Linked DNA regions of Anas platyrhynchos: region 1 is linked to region 2. The links are chromatin contacts, called in public Hi-C maps. All regions are on one chromosome and are shown on one strand. The core of a region is the stretch at or near the end of the contact, and the rest is flanking DNA. Distances in the headings are between cores, read along the strand shown. Region 1 overlaps COL4A2 (collagen type IV alpha 2 chain). Region 2 overlaps COL4A1 (collagen type IV alpha 1 chain).

The links. A called contact is a pair of places that touch in the nucleus more often than the background predicts.
Region 1: a Hi-C map of skeletal muscle shows a contact between it and region 2, with 2.4 times the contacts expected there. The contact joins two enhancer-like sites. A contact is called at or near these places in 3 of 8 Hi-C or Micro-C datasets (F1 follicle, skeletal muscle and subcutaneous adipose tissue).

Annotation. Positions count from the first base shown.
Region 1 is chr1:146,409,588-146,413,690 of IASCAAS_PekinDuck_T2T, forward strand. It overlaps COL4A2 (collagen type IV alpha 2 chain), which reads left to right. Exons shown (of 47, transcript XM_027444306.3): 4 at 1,575-1,709; 5 at 1,792-1,836; 6 at 3,943-4,059. Among named protein-coding and RNA genes, the nearest start is that of RAB20, 80 kb to the right of the region's middle. Within about 2 kb of position 2,519, at least 2 of the 8 cell types and tissues checked have an H3K27ac peak or open chromatin away from gene starts, as enhancers often do.
Region 2 is chr1:146,254,006-146,258,061 of IASCAAS_PekinDuck_T2T, forward strand. All of the region lies in intron 2 of COL4A1 (collagen type IV alpha 1 chain), which reads right to left. Among named protein-coding and RNA genes, the nearest start is that of COL4A1, 70 kb to the right of the region's middle. Within about 2 kb of position 2,461, at least 1 of the 8 cell types and tissues checked has an H3K27ac peak or open chromatin away from gene starts, as enhancers often do.

The DNA.
Region 1 (4,103 bases), core at 1,269-3,768, 160 kb after region 2:
ATTAGGAAGAAATTCTTCCATCAAATGGCGGTGAAGCACTGGCAAAGAAGCTGTGGATGCCCCATCCCTAGAGGTGTTCAAGGCCAGGCTGGATGGGGCTTTTGACAACCTGATCTGGTGGGAGGTGTCCCTGCCCATGGCAGGGGGGTGGAACTGGGTGGTCTTTAAGGTCCTTTCCAACCCAAACCATTCTGTGATTTTGTGATTTTCTGCGTGGTTGACAAATACATTTTGAAACTGTGTCACAAGTGGGCCTATCCTTTAACAGGAGAATAAAAGTTCACCTAAAATCAATGAAACATTGTTTGGTAGCTTGACTACTGCTTTCTGAATACAAAGAAATTAGGATTAGGATATCTTCGTGTTCACTTCTTCAAGTCCCCACGCTGTCTTATTTCACTTCTCAATGACAATCTCAATGACATTAAATGAAGTTGAATGACTGCATTTCTTGGAGAGGGACTACATTCATTTTTTAATTCTTTCTTTCCAGGCATGGGTGAGAGTGGAAAAGGAAGTAAGCTGTTGTAGGAAGATGGGATGGGATATATTTTACACTATTTTTAAACTGTTGCATTATATATTTTATACTGATTTTTTATCATTTTTTTTGTATAAATATACATCTATTTGTTCATGTTTTCCTCTAATTTTTGCTTTGTGAGATATTAATGCTGTTGCAGAATGACCTGTGAAAATCTAGTTGCATTTTAAAAATACTTTCATTAGAACCTGCTTCATTAGAATGTCTTGTTAAATGGTGCTTTGTGCCATTTAAGCATTTCTCTCCAGAAAAGACTATCAATTTACTATTACTGTCATTAAGGCAGTGAGTACCACAGAGCATACAAAACATATGTGCCTTGGTGACACTGTGTTTGGAATGGTTTTCAAATACTTTGGTTCATGGATCTCAGACATACTGTCACAGCCCCATTACTTAAACCACCATTGTGTCATTTCAAAATGATTTTTTTTTCCCTTGTGATGAGCCTTGTGATGTTGGCAGTCAACAGAGAATTATTTTTAAACAATGTTTGAAGTGGCTTGAAGAGTGTCATTAGGGTTGTTCTACCAAACCAGCTCTGGAAGGGAACTGTTAATGATAGGGAAACCTGCATGCAACATTTCAACCTATGTGGATGCCATACCCTAATGGTGTTGTCTAATCATTTTCAGGCTCCACCGTTAAATAGAAATACCATCCCCAAAAGGCAGAAATGCAGGCAGAAATTCATGACATTCAGTATCAGCCTCCTTCTCTCGAGAAGTCATTCTACCTACTCCAGACAAAACACTTTTTTCATAAAGTAGCAGTGAATGTTCGAGTAGTGAATACTGATTTGAGAGTTCATTCCCATGTATTCATTTTGTCATGCACAATGTAGTCACTTTGCTGGAGTTTATGTATGGTGTTTCCAGATGACATTCATCAGAGTCTGCTCTTCTGGAATGAAAAGAGATTCGGTTTATTTTCTCTTGAAGAGATTGACTACACTGCAGGAGTGATAACTAACCCAGCTTCACACATCATAACTGTTCCTAAATAAATGCTTTTTTATTACTTTTATCAGGGCCAGCCAGGACTCCTTGGATCACAGGGGTTCCCTGGACCACCAGGATTGATGGGGATCCCAGGAGTGCAAGGTCCCAAAGGTCACAAAGGTGAAAGAGGACATCCAGGAATAAGTGGACCCAAAGGAGAAATGGTAACTTTTGAATATCAGATGTTTTAGCTAATGAGCAAAATACTAGACAGAACATCATTTTAATTGTGCTGTTTCACTCTAGGGGCTAAGAGGAGTCACTGGATTCCCAGGGGCAGATGGCGTTCCTGTAAGTATCCGGTTACCTCATGTTTAAGAAACTACCAACTGCAAATATTGCAGACTGGTTTAATGCCTTTGTACTTTAATTAAAGTCTCTGGGCTGAATTCTGCATCAGCCACGTACGCGCTGTTAAACTAAGGGCATTTGCTAAAGTAAGTGGAACTGCAGATGCACAGCAAAAGAATAGAATCTGTGCTCCCGCTCATTCCCTCTGATAATTAAGGTCCGTTTGCTTTGTCCTTTGGAGAAATCCTCTTGTAAAAAGGGACAAAAACAGAAGGAAATTTCTTGTGTCCCTGGAGGTTACCCAGCTAAGTGTGTTCTTTTGTAGGAAAGAGCTGTGAGATAAGTTCTCCACATCTCCTAGGCTAGTGAGCAAAGGACACCAGTGGGTCATGCCTTAATTATTTCAGAATTGTAAAGTACATAGAAAGGTCAATAAATGTAAGAATACTAACCATTGTTATTTGGTTTATATCTCATAAAGCTTGCATGAGATGGTCTTAAAAAAACTATTTATCTCAAAAACTTTGAACAAATTGTCCAGGTCCATGAAACTGAAACATTCAAAGAGGAAAACTGGGTAAAGTTCACAGCACAGTATTTTCCCAGCTTACACTCCTTTACATCTTGTGTCATAAAATAACAAAGAAATCTGAGTCACTGGAATCCCTGGACAGAGTTCCCAGGCTTGGGTTTCCTTTGTAGTGCTCTCTGACACCGGGGCCTCACTCTGCAACCCACACATCCACATCCACTCTGCTTTCACCCTTTTTGTTTCCTAAAGAGCTCTGTATCGAGTTTCAGAGCTTTCTCCCACACACTCTTCTTCCTCTCTCTCCTTATCACCCTTAAAGGAAGAAGAAACCTTCTGTAGCCAAGGATCTCATTCGCCCCACCACATCATTGAGTTGTTTCTCAGTGCTGTCTTCCTGCGAGTAAATCACTCTCCTCTGAAGCTCCATGTTACTATAGTTGGACCGCTTTTGCTACCTGAGCAAGTTTTCTTTTTTAGCCCTGTTTTCACAACCTCTGCAATTGCATTGTGGGGGATGAATGCCTTCAGATACTATTTGAACCCGCATGCATCCTCAAGCCCTCCACCCTTCCCACTTGATTATGTTCTCCAACCAGTTTTCTTAGGCCAAAGCACAACGCTGACCATGGCAAGAAGAGAAGGCAAATAGACACATATATGAACTGTAACAGCAAAGTGCTGGGATGTGGGGCTAAAGGCCAAGAGAGGAGGGTGACAAACCTGGGTCTGTTCTGGAGTGAGGAATATGAGTATTTGATGGAGCTAGGTGAGGGCATGGACAGATCTCTTTTTTCTTCTAAGAAAGTGAGCAGAAGCAAAAAGAAAGCCCTTGCTCTAAGTAGTGAAGAAAGAAGAAAAGTATTCTGTTTATGTTAGTTTCTGTGTTGTTTTTTTTGCTGACTGAGCCCCCTGAAAGAAAGCTGCTCAAGGGCAGATTAGCTTCTCATTAATCCCAGTGCAAAGCAATCATAAGTGTAATTTAGGTGAACATAGGCACTGCAATGGAAATTCGTTTTAAGGCAGGAGTAACTTTTTCCTGCTTTCCTGAGGCTCAATGTGGAACTTCAGTATCCCCAGTGCCCTTGGTTTGAGCCCACCTGATCTCTTCCCATCTCTATACTTACAGCTTCATCATGGCACCCAACCTAGCTCCAAAGGCATCACTGACTTTTTTTCCTAGCTTGGAAGCTCTTCAAAGCCAGTAATGAACCTTTCTTCCCACTCCTCCAGTGTGAAGCACTGAAATTCTTAACAATCTCAGTTCTTGGTGGCTCCCTGCACAGCAGTCTCATCTGGCTTAGTTCTCTGGTTAACAGAGACTGCATTGAACATAGCTTTCTTACCCTTTCTGAAAGGTCCTTCACTACTCATTTTTTTCATACTGTCTGGGGCATCTGGTTCAAGCTGCAGCTATATTAAAAAAAGGCACTGTCTGTTTCTTTCTTTGAAAATCATAGTTTCCCATGGATCCAAGCCTTGGGCTTAATGTGAGAATGTCTAAATACTGTGTGACTACAGGAAAAGGAAAACTAGAAACAGATGGATAGATAAACACTTTTTTTTTTCCTCAACAGGGTCATCCAGGGCAGCCAGGATCAAGGGGGAAACCGGGTCATGATGGCTGTAACGGGACAGTAGGTGACCCTGGAGACTCAGGAACTCCTGGATTCTCTGGTTTCCCTGGTACCATTGTAAGTAGGTGACAGCAAATGGATACCTGAAGTGAAGATCATTA
Region 2 (4,056 bases), core at 1,211-3,710:
GTGACTTTGGTGGAAATAAAGGAGATCTACTAGTACCAGCTCTATTCAGTGTCCCTGCTGAGGTTGCTCCTGCCAGCCAGAGTTTCTACAGGTCTGGTGGAAATGTGATCTTGGCATTTCATTTTATATACTTTATATTTTATATACTTTATATTTCAAGTCTCAAATAAAAGGACACAGAGATGCACCCAGCACCTACAGCCCCTGCCCCATGGCATGCTAGTGTGAGCTGGGTGTCAGAGGTAACAACCAGTCCCACCAAAGCTTGTGCAGCCATTCCTGCACCTTGCTGAGAAGGGGAAGGAGGAAAAATGGAAGGAGTCAGAGAAAGAGCAAGTCTGAAATTTCTGATAGGACAAATAACATAATAATTTGGTTTTGTAATGCTACTGCAAGGGTTGCTGATGGAGCTGATGTCTGTGCATGCTAAGTGTCCATTCACCTCTTTGTGGTATGTTTCCTGGACGGGCTCTCATGGCAGTCCTTGCCCATGCAAACTGAGGGACATGGTACTTCTATAAACAAAATATCACTCATTTCTTAAAATTTTCCACTGGGAAAAATTCTTACGTTGCCTCTCCTCTCTTTGCTCCCATGAAAAATAGCATCAATTTTCAATAAAAAAAGTACTTTGTGAGGCAATCAAACAGTTTTTCCTTGAAGCACCAAAATGGCACGATCTCCTCTATTTACTTCTCAGTATTCATTGTCGTGCTTTGATAATAAAGTTTGCCAGTTACCAAAATCCTGTTGTGTTGTTATTATAAAACACTGCAAAGCAAAGCAAACAGCCCAACAGATCAAGAAACATATTTCTAAGTCAGCTGTAAAACGTCCAAAGTCCAAGTTCTGAAGTAATCATTTCAGAACAGAATTTTACACTGAACCGTGGGCACTCGCCTTCATGACCTGCTGGGAGATCTATTAAGGAGGCAGAAGACACTCACGTACATAGAACAGTATTTTCCATCACTGAAGGAAAATACAATATGAAGAAAACAAGATTCTTCTGACACCTACATAGAAGTATGAGTCATATATAACCCAGCTAATACTTTCTACACTCAGGAGCTCTGTCCAGAGGCTTTCAATACACTTTGAACCACTGCACCCTGCAACACAGGAAAATATTCATTCTGCCATTCTTATGGAAAAATAAAACAGAGGTTTAGAGATTTCGTTTAGTCTAAGGCTCCCTGAAGACTGTTCTGGCACTGTAAAAGGCCCTTAATGTGCCTGTAAATCACTCACTAAGGTAATGACCACTTTGTCTTGCCAAAGACATTAACCCAAGGCTTGACATAAATAAAGCTTGGACTTCCAGGACAATTAGAGCCAGCTCTGCAAAGCTATCTTCAGACTCCCAGGTTGCCCTCTCTGAGGGGTTAAACATAGCTGCAGAAGCAGGTCAGAGACTGTACAGGGACACTTTGAGCCAAGATACATCCAGGTTTCCCTTGAAACATTGTCTTTTACTGACTTGAACTGTTAGGCCAAGAGGAAGAAAAGTAAATGGCTATTTGTCCAGGGCTTCTGGACACCCAGTCAAGCTGTCAGATGCCCAGAGGCCTGGAGAGCACAACTCCTGAGTGTGTGGAGGTCTTTCCCATCCCAAATACTGCAGCCTCACAGTTTCTGTGGAAAAAAAAAAAACAAAAAAAAAAACAAACATAAAGTTTGTTGACAGTCTTGGCTCTGAGGGTGTGAGAACCACAGGACACAGGATCTCACTCCACACACAATTTGCCACCTTAGCATTTTATTCACAGCCACATTCTAGCCACCTTAGCCACTCATGCTAACTGGGGAGCATGCACTTACCCACTGCTTACACCCCTCTCTCTACTTTGCCTTCCCATTTAATGCCACTGCAAAATACTGAATTAGTAGCCCAACCTTCTGCAGTCTCTGGCTAGACAGACAGTGGGACCTTACTTCTCCATGCCATCCATGGAAACTCACAAGAGTTAGGACAACCTTTTCCAGCCAGACCCAGTGACAGACCTAGGGGCCTTGTTTCCAGGCCTTTTTTTTACTCCACGTGTCAGGCTGTAAGGAAAGAAGTATCGCTAGCAAACAAAGATCTCACTTCAATGCTTCAGTGACCCAGACAGTACCAACTCACACTGTGACATGTCTTTTTGGCATCTGTGAAACTGAATACAGGATTACAGTAAAATTCTATCAGTCTCAAAATGTCTACACTGAATAAAAGAATACAGAAACTGTCATGAGAATTAGTAAACTCATGTGAATGCTGAGCTCCATGTGTCCTACATTGACTGGGTATTATCCTGCAGAGATCACTGGGGTAGCAACATTTGTACTGCTGCTTTCCTACCGAAAGTGGCTTATTTAGAACTGCAAGCTCAGATGAAGCTATCATGTATTACACCATGCATTACAGACATATGCGTGTCCTGAGGATGCTTTGCATTGCAAGGAAATACTTGAGCAGCATCCCTTCCCTGCTTGCCTGCCCAGTTCCTTTGTTCATCCAGTGTTCCAGCCAAACATCCCAACAGTGTTTGCACTACATTTATGTTGCAACTCATTAAGCATCCACACTACATAAATTGGCAAGCACTAGATCACTGCTGTTACCCCACTTATTCTTTGCTCAGCACTGAGATTCCTAGCTGCAATGAGTGGAGAGCATGAGACTCTGACTCTAAGTGCTATGTATTGTTCAAGTTCCAATATTCACAGCTGCAAAATCTTGGCAAGTAATATTAAAAGAGCTTCTGCTTCTTACAAATCAATTCATGAGACTCGGAAATTAAAACAGATGTAACCGAGTCATCTGTACCTCCACTGATGCAATGCAAACTGTCAGAAAACACAAAGGAGAATACATTATTCAGCTCACAAAGATGAATATCCTGCCTCTCAGCTGCTGTCGAAAATACGGAGATGCTATGTAAAAAGACAGCAAGTGCTCAGTCACTGTTGCACTCATTTGATTAGCAAGATGCCTGTTGAAATCCAGCTTTTGTGAAATGCTTCCAAATGCCTCTGCATTAGATAGTTCAAATTAAAAGCAACTGAATGGACTTTTAAAGAGAGGTGAACCTGTTAAGAGCATAGCTACAGGCGCTGACATTTTTGCTGGCATCCATCCTTCCAAATTAGCCATGAAATACTGTTTCACACATGGAGCAACTGCAGATGGCTGTTGAGGAGAGTCACATGAAGCAAGTAGTTTCAGAAGAGTTATAAATCAAGTGCTGAGGGGGAGGAAACAACCAGAACTACATTATAAATTATTTCCCCTATTATTTTGTCTAGGGACTATTGGGCAGGGAGATGTTAGTCTCGAGAGACTGGTAACACGGATATAAATCAAATGTTTGCAGAGCTGTGGGCTCACACAATGTCTGGGCCCATACATATGCTCTGTTCTCCAGTTCTCCAGAGACCAAAGCATGTGGTGAATAACAATGTGCAGAGCTTTCTGGAGGCATTTACGAGATTATCACACAGCCCCTAGCTGGCTTCTCCTGTTCGGTTTGCCTCTGCTGGAGATCATCCCGTGGTAGAGACGGCAGAACAGACATGTGCCTGCCCTTTGGCTGAAAACACGTAACACGGTTTTACAGTGAGATGCTAAAAGGCAGCTGAGCTGGTCTAGTTAGCAAAGTTGGCTCCGCTCCTCTTCCTGCTCCTTTGAAATGGATGTTGCCTCCTGGCCCTTCTTTATAACATTGATGATTCCCTCCAGCACCGCTGCACCAGACCAGTTCACTAAATTCACACACTTTTCCTTGGTGAGAGAGCTTGCTCCGGCCTCAGTGATCTGAGAAGCCCATCAGGTGTCGAGGTGGCTGCCAAAACTGATGCGAGGACACAGCAACGCAGGGCGGAAAGGCCGTGACAGCAACTTCTCACACCAGCACGGCGGGTTGGATGGAGTTCATCTACCAGAGCTCCTCAGCTGTGCCTTTGCTGCAGGAGGAACTGAGCCCAGAGCCAACAAATGCTTGAACTTGAAGGACAGACATCTTCAGATCAGCATTAATGCCGAGTCCAACATCCGTTCTGAGCTCCAGCTTCCTC